Linked DNA regions of Capsicum annuum: region 1 is linked to region 2. Evidence: chromatin contacts called from public Hi-C data. All regions are on one chromosome and are shown on one strand. The core of a region is the stretch at or near the end of the contact, and the rest is flanking DNA. Distances in the headings are between cores, read along the strand shown.

What was found. Hi-C and Micro-C count contacts between places; a contact is called where the count stands out from the background.
Region 1: a contact with region 2 is called in a Hi-C map of placenta, with 4 times the contacts expected there. The contact joins the promoter of LOC107870864 here to the promoter of LOC107870816 in region 2. A contact is called at or near these places in 2 of 5 Hi-C or Micro-C datasets (leaf and placenta).

The regions. Positions count from the first base shown.
Region 1 is chr5:90,434,431-90,438,197 of UCD10Xv1.1, forward strand. It overlaps LOC107870864 (probable arabinosyltransferase ARAD1), which reads right to left and starts at 2,094. Exons shown (of 4, transcript XM_016717543.2): 1 at 1,131-2,094. The coding sequence starts at 1,619.
Region 2 is chr5:89,445,609-89,449,583 of UCD10Xv1.1, forward strand. LOC107870816 (actin-related protein 3) reads right to left here and starts at 2,392. Exons shown (of 9, transcript XM_016717469.2): 1 at 2,012-2,392; 2 at 1,476-1,938. The coding sequence starts at 2,061.

The sequences.
Region 1 (3,767 bases), core at 844-3,343, 990 kb after region 2:
TTTTAGATAAGCTAAGTTAAGCTTATTAATAATCGAAAGAAATCATGTATTCAAGAAAAACACTAAAAGTAGAGAACCTGTATAAGAATATGATCCTCTACAAAAGATAATCTCCCATACATATTGAAACCTCATGGGGTACATAAAAAGAAATGGGAACAAAATGCTATTCCTCAACAAGATTTCTTGTTGAGAGCTATGATATCTTTTTCTCATCATATACTTGTGAGGAACTGTCTTGTTGCCAATAAAATGTCTGGTAAAACAGAAACGATACTTACAAAGATCTTCTTTCTTTTCAATTAACAGGACATATTTACAGTTGAAATATCTTGGCCCTAGAGTTTGACTCTAACTAATAAGTCTCATAAAGAGAAGGAAGTGTGGTAATGTAACTAACAGAAAGCCGTACAGAGGAAAAAAAGCTCTTACATAAGCTTCATTGGAAAATCAAATCTGACAAAAGCAACTAATCGTTTTGCATTCCTTATCAATACTCCCTCCCTCTCAAAATCCTTGTCATAGTAAAAATATCTATCCCAAAAATATTTTTAAGTTTAGAAGTTCAAGACAAAATTAATTATTTTTTCCATTTTACCCTTAGTAATTGTAGCTGAAAGACTACAAATACCTCAATTATGGAAAATACATAAGTAAACATTCAATGAAGAGGGATTTTATTTAAGATAGAAATAAGGGTAAAATAGTCAAACACACCTCTTCTATTACGGGGGCGTGTAAATGAAGAACACAAAAGTTTTTTGAGACAGATAATATACTAGAAACAAATCATCACTCAGCTACACCTCAACCCAAACTATTTGGGTCGGAGATATAAATCCTCTGTGTATTAGGTAACAGAAAGAGAGGTTCTAGTGCACAATTATGCTTAATTATCAAGGAAAACAAATGAAAAAGAAAAAATTGCACTTGTCTCAGATGGAACTAATGTTAAGTGTAAGGACAAGAACAAAGCATTCAAGAGAATTACGACAATAAAATCATTCTAATACGAGAATCATTAGAGATAAATTTGAAGATGCAAATCAGACAGAAGATATCATGTGAATAAGCAAGCTCAAAAGAAATAAGTCCTTAAGGAAAAACATAAATAGTAGGTAAGAGATCACCTGCAATTGATCATCAAATTTGACCTCTGAATCATTCCCATGTCTATAGTAAGTATTATAACTCAAGGAAGAGAAAAAAGGCACAAAAAATACATCAGCTGATTCTGGATCCAAAACCCTAACAGCCTCTCGGGTTTCATCATTACTTGCATACAACAATGAGGCCAACATCCAATACTCCACACTATGTTGTTTCCTCAAACCCGTATATTTTGGCCACTCTGGCAAAGTCTCAATAGTCACAGGAGCAGCATTATAATGTGAGCCTTTCAACAAACCAACGTTGTATTTCATCTCTAGATCGTACATGTAAACCTTCAGAGGTTCCGATTCAGTGAAGCAGGGCGTAGCTTTACTCAGCGGGGAATCGAATAGCGAAAAACTTGATCTGTAATCTATTCTTCCCGTGTACAACAATGAACCAAACAGAAACAAAATGAACACTGCTAAACACACTAAACTCTTACTCATTGTATCTTTCACTTTCATTTTTTTCTCTCTAATCTCAACTTCACATTCAATACTTGTTCATGGAAAAGGTGCATAACAGAAAGATTAGATCCTAAGGAATCAAATTTGGGCCAACTCCCACTATCTCTCTATCCCCAATAATTAGGTTAAAGAATGGTAAACGTTCCTATTTTCAAATTGATCCCCTTTCATTTATTTTTTCCAAGGATCAAGAAGATCAAAATTATAATAAGTTCTAATTAACTTAAGCTGGATCCCAAACTCCATTGGAAGGAATCTTTAATTTCTGATTGGTGTTATATTATTTTGTTGTGAGCTGTCGTTCACGATGGGGAGGGAGAGGAGTTGCAGGAGCAAAATGAATTTGAAAATTTTTGGGTTGAAAATTGAAATGACGAAAACCTCCCTATTTTAATGAGCTATCAACAAAAATATTTAAGGAGATTAAAGAGTGGGAAGAATGTTGCTGCATCCCGTTATACCTTTATCCCATACTAAAATAGTTACTTCAATGAGCAGAATTTTATTTATTTTTTTTTTATTTTTTATCTTTATTATTAAATAATAATATAAAGTAAAAATAATTAATCTAGAGTTTTAAAGAGTCATTAATAAAGTTAATTTAATAAGAATATATTCTTAATTAAAAAAATTACTGGTAAAGTTGTTGTAACTGGTAAAGTTGTTGTCATGTGACCAGGAGGTCACGGGTTCAAGATTTGGAAACAGCCTCTGGCAGAAATGCAAGGTAAGGTTGCGTACAATACACCCTTGTGGTGGGGCCTTCCCCGACCACCGTGCATAGCGGTAGCTTTAGTACACCGGACTGTTCTTTTTAAAAAAAAAAACGTGTGTCAAGTCAACAAGACAAATAAAATAAAATGAAAGGAGTAATATATATTAGCTTCATGTACTTCTTTTATTTCAAAATAATTGACCCTTTTTCTAAACATTTGTTACAATTTAGTTTTTCCTTTTATGAAATCAAGAAAATATTATTGTGTTATTTCAATGCTATCTTATTAATAAATAACTAAATAAATTGTATACATTCAAATTTAAATTTTCAAAGCATAATTAATAAGGTTAATTTAATAAAATAAATTTTTAATAACTTTTTTTAAAAAAAATATATCCAATTAATAAGGGTCTAACTATTTTGAAAGTGAAGAAAAAGTATGTTATCAAGACCCACCGTAAATATTGTATGTTGCTTCTCTGTATGGATCTACTAGTTTCTACTTTATATAAGTGAAGTTTTGGGTGACTATCAAGGGTACACTAGTAAATTCACATTTCTTATGCCACCTATTTACTTTGTTCTTTTCACTTCACGTGTCCATTTTGCCCTTTTCATCTGCTCCAATAAGGAAAAAATTCCATGGTTTGTCTAGTTAAACTGTATGCAAAATCTTACACCCCTTTTCCTTTTCAATTTTGATGCTTTTTCTTTTTGAACTGTATGCAAAATCTTACACCCTTTTCCTTTTCAATTTTAATGCTCTCTCTTTTCATGGGCTAAGATCTTATGTATGTATATATAGGTTCTTCGAAAAAAACTCAGTTACCTAAGAGGGTTAGCAATTGTGTTGAAGAATAGAAACTTTGTCCAAAGTACCGTACCATTTCTTGTGAACTAAGGACTTCGGTAAAAATGGTGTAGAACAAATTTGGTAATGAGGATGTAAAAATCTCATTATCATTCTTTGCATTGATAAAGTGTTGCATGAATGTAGGATTTTGAGATTTTTACCTTGAAATTGGGGTTTGAGAATCTCGGAGGTGAAGACAATCGAACATTTTGGAGCTCAGTGATGAATATTGACACAGAGAAAAGGTATTGTTTTTTATGGTGCCTACTAATGTCTTATTTTCTAAAGCTACACTGTATGAGTATAAGATTCTTGGATAGGCTAGATATGATTCGATAATTATTTCATATTAATTCTGTCGATATTTTATTCATTTTTGAAATTGGAGTTTGAAAATTTTTCATTCGGGGATTGACCAAAGAATTGAGATGTTTGAAACTCACAGATGAATAGTGATGATTGAATTAGAAACCTCTTCGCTTAGAGGATAGATTTAGTCTCTAACACTATTTTTGTAAGTTCTCCATTGTTGTTACTTTTAATTGACGTCCAGTCTAGTCGAGTTAAATTTTGT
Region 2 (3,975 bases), core at 1,142-3,641:
TGGCCAACATCCGACAACCACTTGTAGCGAGTGTTGTGTTGTTTGTACCCGCCGTGCTTATGGAGGTCGGTTGGGTTATTGTTTGCCATTTGTACCTGTCGTGCTTATGCGGGCCAGTTAGGTTATTGTTTTAGGTTTGTACCTTTCGCGCTTATGGGGGATAGGTTAGGTTATTGTTGTTTATTATTGCATAACTTGTGGCAGGATAGTTACATACGTTTTTACTCATTGTCTAGATATTCCATGTTTGCTCCCTTTCTAGTATTTCTATATTTAGCGTTAGATTGCCCTGCATTTCCTTCCAATTGAATAGGTACTCTGTGTATACTACTATTACCATTTTTAGTTTGACCTCTGTATGTTAGACAGCTAGACTAGCATTTTCCGGTAAGTATCTTCCATACCATTTATATTGTATATTATCTTTAAGCACAATCGATAAATGATGCCTACTTGGTACCGTGTGTTTTCATACTCATACTATACTTCTGCATCTTTTCCTCTGACGTAGATTCTAGTACGAGATTCGCTGATTTTGCTCATTCGGGAGTCCTTACACGGGAAGGCGGTGGGAACTTGACGTCCGATTGCTTACACATCTCCTTCTTATATTCAGAACCTGTATTTTGTATCCTGTACAAACTTGTACTAGTGCAGTGCTTATTCCCTCACTTAGTAGATTTTATACTGATGACACCAAGTCCAAGGTTGGTATTCGTTGTATATCCTGTCTCTCTTGTTACTGTAGGGCCCCTTTTGTATATTTTTGTACCTGTTGTGTATATATTCATACATAGTGGCCCATTGTTCTTGTTATTGTTCTCTTTATCATCTATTGGTTGTCACTCACCGTATGCGGATTGGGGATTTGGCTTACCTACTGAAGGGATTATAGTAGGTGCCATCATGGCCCGCTTTTAGGTTATGACACATACATACTTCAGACATCACACACACACCACGACATGGCAACACTAACATCAAAACATCATTATTCGGATAATGTTCCAAAAAGAAGTCATGGCATCACACTGCCAATGTTTGCTCTAATTTTATACCGCTAACCTAAAACTGCAACTGTACACGAGTCAGGCACCCTTTTTTCCTGCTCTGCAGTCTACACCTGAATTTCAGAAACATAACAAGCTTTCCACTAAGTACGTCAGTTTGTTCACACTGAAATCATTTTATGAATGCAAGTAGCATCATCGAAGTTAGTCCTAATATTGCGAGAAACTAGAGCAATAATGGACTACTGAGAAGTCCAAGCTATCACCTATTAAACAATTAGCTTTCCATTAATACTCTAGTCGACACAAAGCTACTTGTGAAGCAAAAAGTTTGTTGAACAAGTTTAACAAAATTATTCAGACCATTAGATCATAAGAATATCAATACCAGAAAATATTCAATCCCAGATAGCATCAAATTCTCAAAACTACACACAACAAGTTGTTAAAGATAAGAGTACCAACCTTAGATGCTGTGTACCCAGCTGCCAAAGCAAGAACCGGCTGCACAGCTATATAAAGTCCCGGAACATTGAAAGTCTCAAACATAATTTCACCAGTATATTCTCGGTTTTCTGGTGCAGTCATAGGGCTTTCAGTCAAGAGAAAATAGTGATCCTCAGGGTCACAACGCAGGTAATTGAATATACACTGCTGCCAGAACCGCTCCATTGAATCCCAGTTATCAACTTGCCCATGTTTAATAGGATTGCTAAGATTGTAATTGCTACTAGATTTAGATCTACTCAAAGCCTCTTCCCCAATAAAGAAATCAAGATCCGCCATAACCCCTGCACTGTGCTGGGCTAACCAATTGCTGCCCTTAGTCAACGCTCGAGGCTGATTGACGAATGATTCGTTAGCAGCAACAACTGTAGGCAGTATGAAACATGGCTCCACATTTCCAGCAAAACCCATTTTTGTATACCTGAAAATAAAAGAGAAGAAAAAATAAATGAATTGTCGTTTATCAAGGAGGTTGAGCGTAATGTAGAATATACCCGGTTCCATTGTCAATGACTACAGCTGGGCGAGATGTAGAAGGGTCCATAAGGGTTGAAGAAGAAAGAGAAAAGGTCGAATAGGTTGTGATGGATCTGCGATTGAGATCCAAAGAGGGGTTTAGAGGGGATAATCATGGTCGTCGTAGGAGGAAGAAAGGGGATAAGAACGACGGCGTATAGTGTAGGATAAAGATGATGATGACGTTGGTTGAAGGTTTCGATTCATCCATTTCATTGACTAAGGCGAAAAAAGAGTTTGAAATTCATGAAACTGAGATTCTGCTCTTATTCAATTTTGTCCTTTTCAGATTGAATTTCGATTCCTTTCTTAGTAACCAAACAAGATGTTTTTGTCAGTGTTTCTCGGTTGTTGCTTGGCTTTACGTTGTCTAGAGGCATGTAGGGCCCCACATTATATTATTTATTTATACTTATTACTGTTAGACTCGTTTGGTAGAATATATAAGATCAATGCAAAACATAGTGTATTAGTAATGTTTGCATTAATAATACTTGTATTACTAATGCTTATATTAGTTATGCATGTATTATTTCTTATATATTATTTGGTTTGATGTATAAGAAATAATACATCTTATATAATTTCTATAAAAGAAATGTTTATTTACAAAAATATCCTTCTTTGATTTTGTATAATTTTTTGCAAGAAAATTTTTTTACCATCTCAAATATAATTAGTATTATTGAATTATTAGTATATAGAGGTTTCGGATTAATTGCAAGACCTTCGTCTTTGCGCATGAAATATTATGTCAACGGATTAACATAGTCGAAACAAAAATAAAATATAAGACGTAAAATTAAGAAATAGTCTCAATTTTTAAAAAAAATTTAAAGACCTTCGAAGCAAAGGAAAAATATGTTACAATTATTTAAATCAATTATTCATTGTTGTAGATTAAAATGGTGGGAAAAAAATTGTGAAATGTTTTGAAAAGATTCAATATTGCAAATTAAAATGGCGGGAAAAGGAATGGTGAAATATTTAAAGAGGAAAATTGAGGGGTATTAAGGTCATTTAATAAATTAATGCATTTATTAAAGACTTTGCATTACTAATACATAGAAAATAGTTAGTATTAGTAATACACATCTTAATACACAATAGAGTGTATAACTAATGCTTTCATTAGTTATATATTGACTAAAAATTGTATCAAACAAGGTATTCATAATACACATTAATTAATACATGCATTATTTTTTCCAATACACTCTACCAAACGACCCCTAAGGTTACGGATGTTTCAATATAATTTTATTATACCATTCCTAATTAATTAGTATAAGTCATTTAATTATTAAAAAATTAATCATATTAAGACACGTTTTCGATATGTCTGCTTGTGCTACTTGTTTTAGCTGCTTCATTTATATTTTTACTATATCATTTCTAATTAATTAGTATAAGTCATTTAAGTATTAAAAATTAAATATATTTAACTAAAAAAATAAAATATAAATAAAATAATAAATTAACTCTTGATGTTTTAAATTAACTTGATGTCTTATATGAGACCCATTTAAAAAAAATTCACAAGTAATTTTTATAGTAATTTTGTTATATCACTTCTAATTAATTGTTATAAGTCATTTAAGGTATGTCTGCTTCGTTTTTTCAATCGTGATTTTTTATATCACTCCTAATTAATATTTATAATCATCTAAGCATTAAAAAATAAATAATATTTCATAAAAAGGGATGAAATACACACAAAATGATGTGTCAACATAAAACATTTGGTTGAATATCAAAATTATATTAGTACCATAGAAATTACGATAGGACGGAAGAAGACATGAAATAACATATATTATTTAAAAATGAGAAGACACGTAAACTGCGACGAAGAAAGTATTAATAGCTTATTGAAAAATTATGCTAAAAGCATTATAAATCACATAATTAACAACTTAACATATATAAAAGATATAAAATA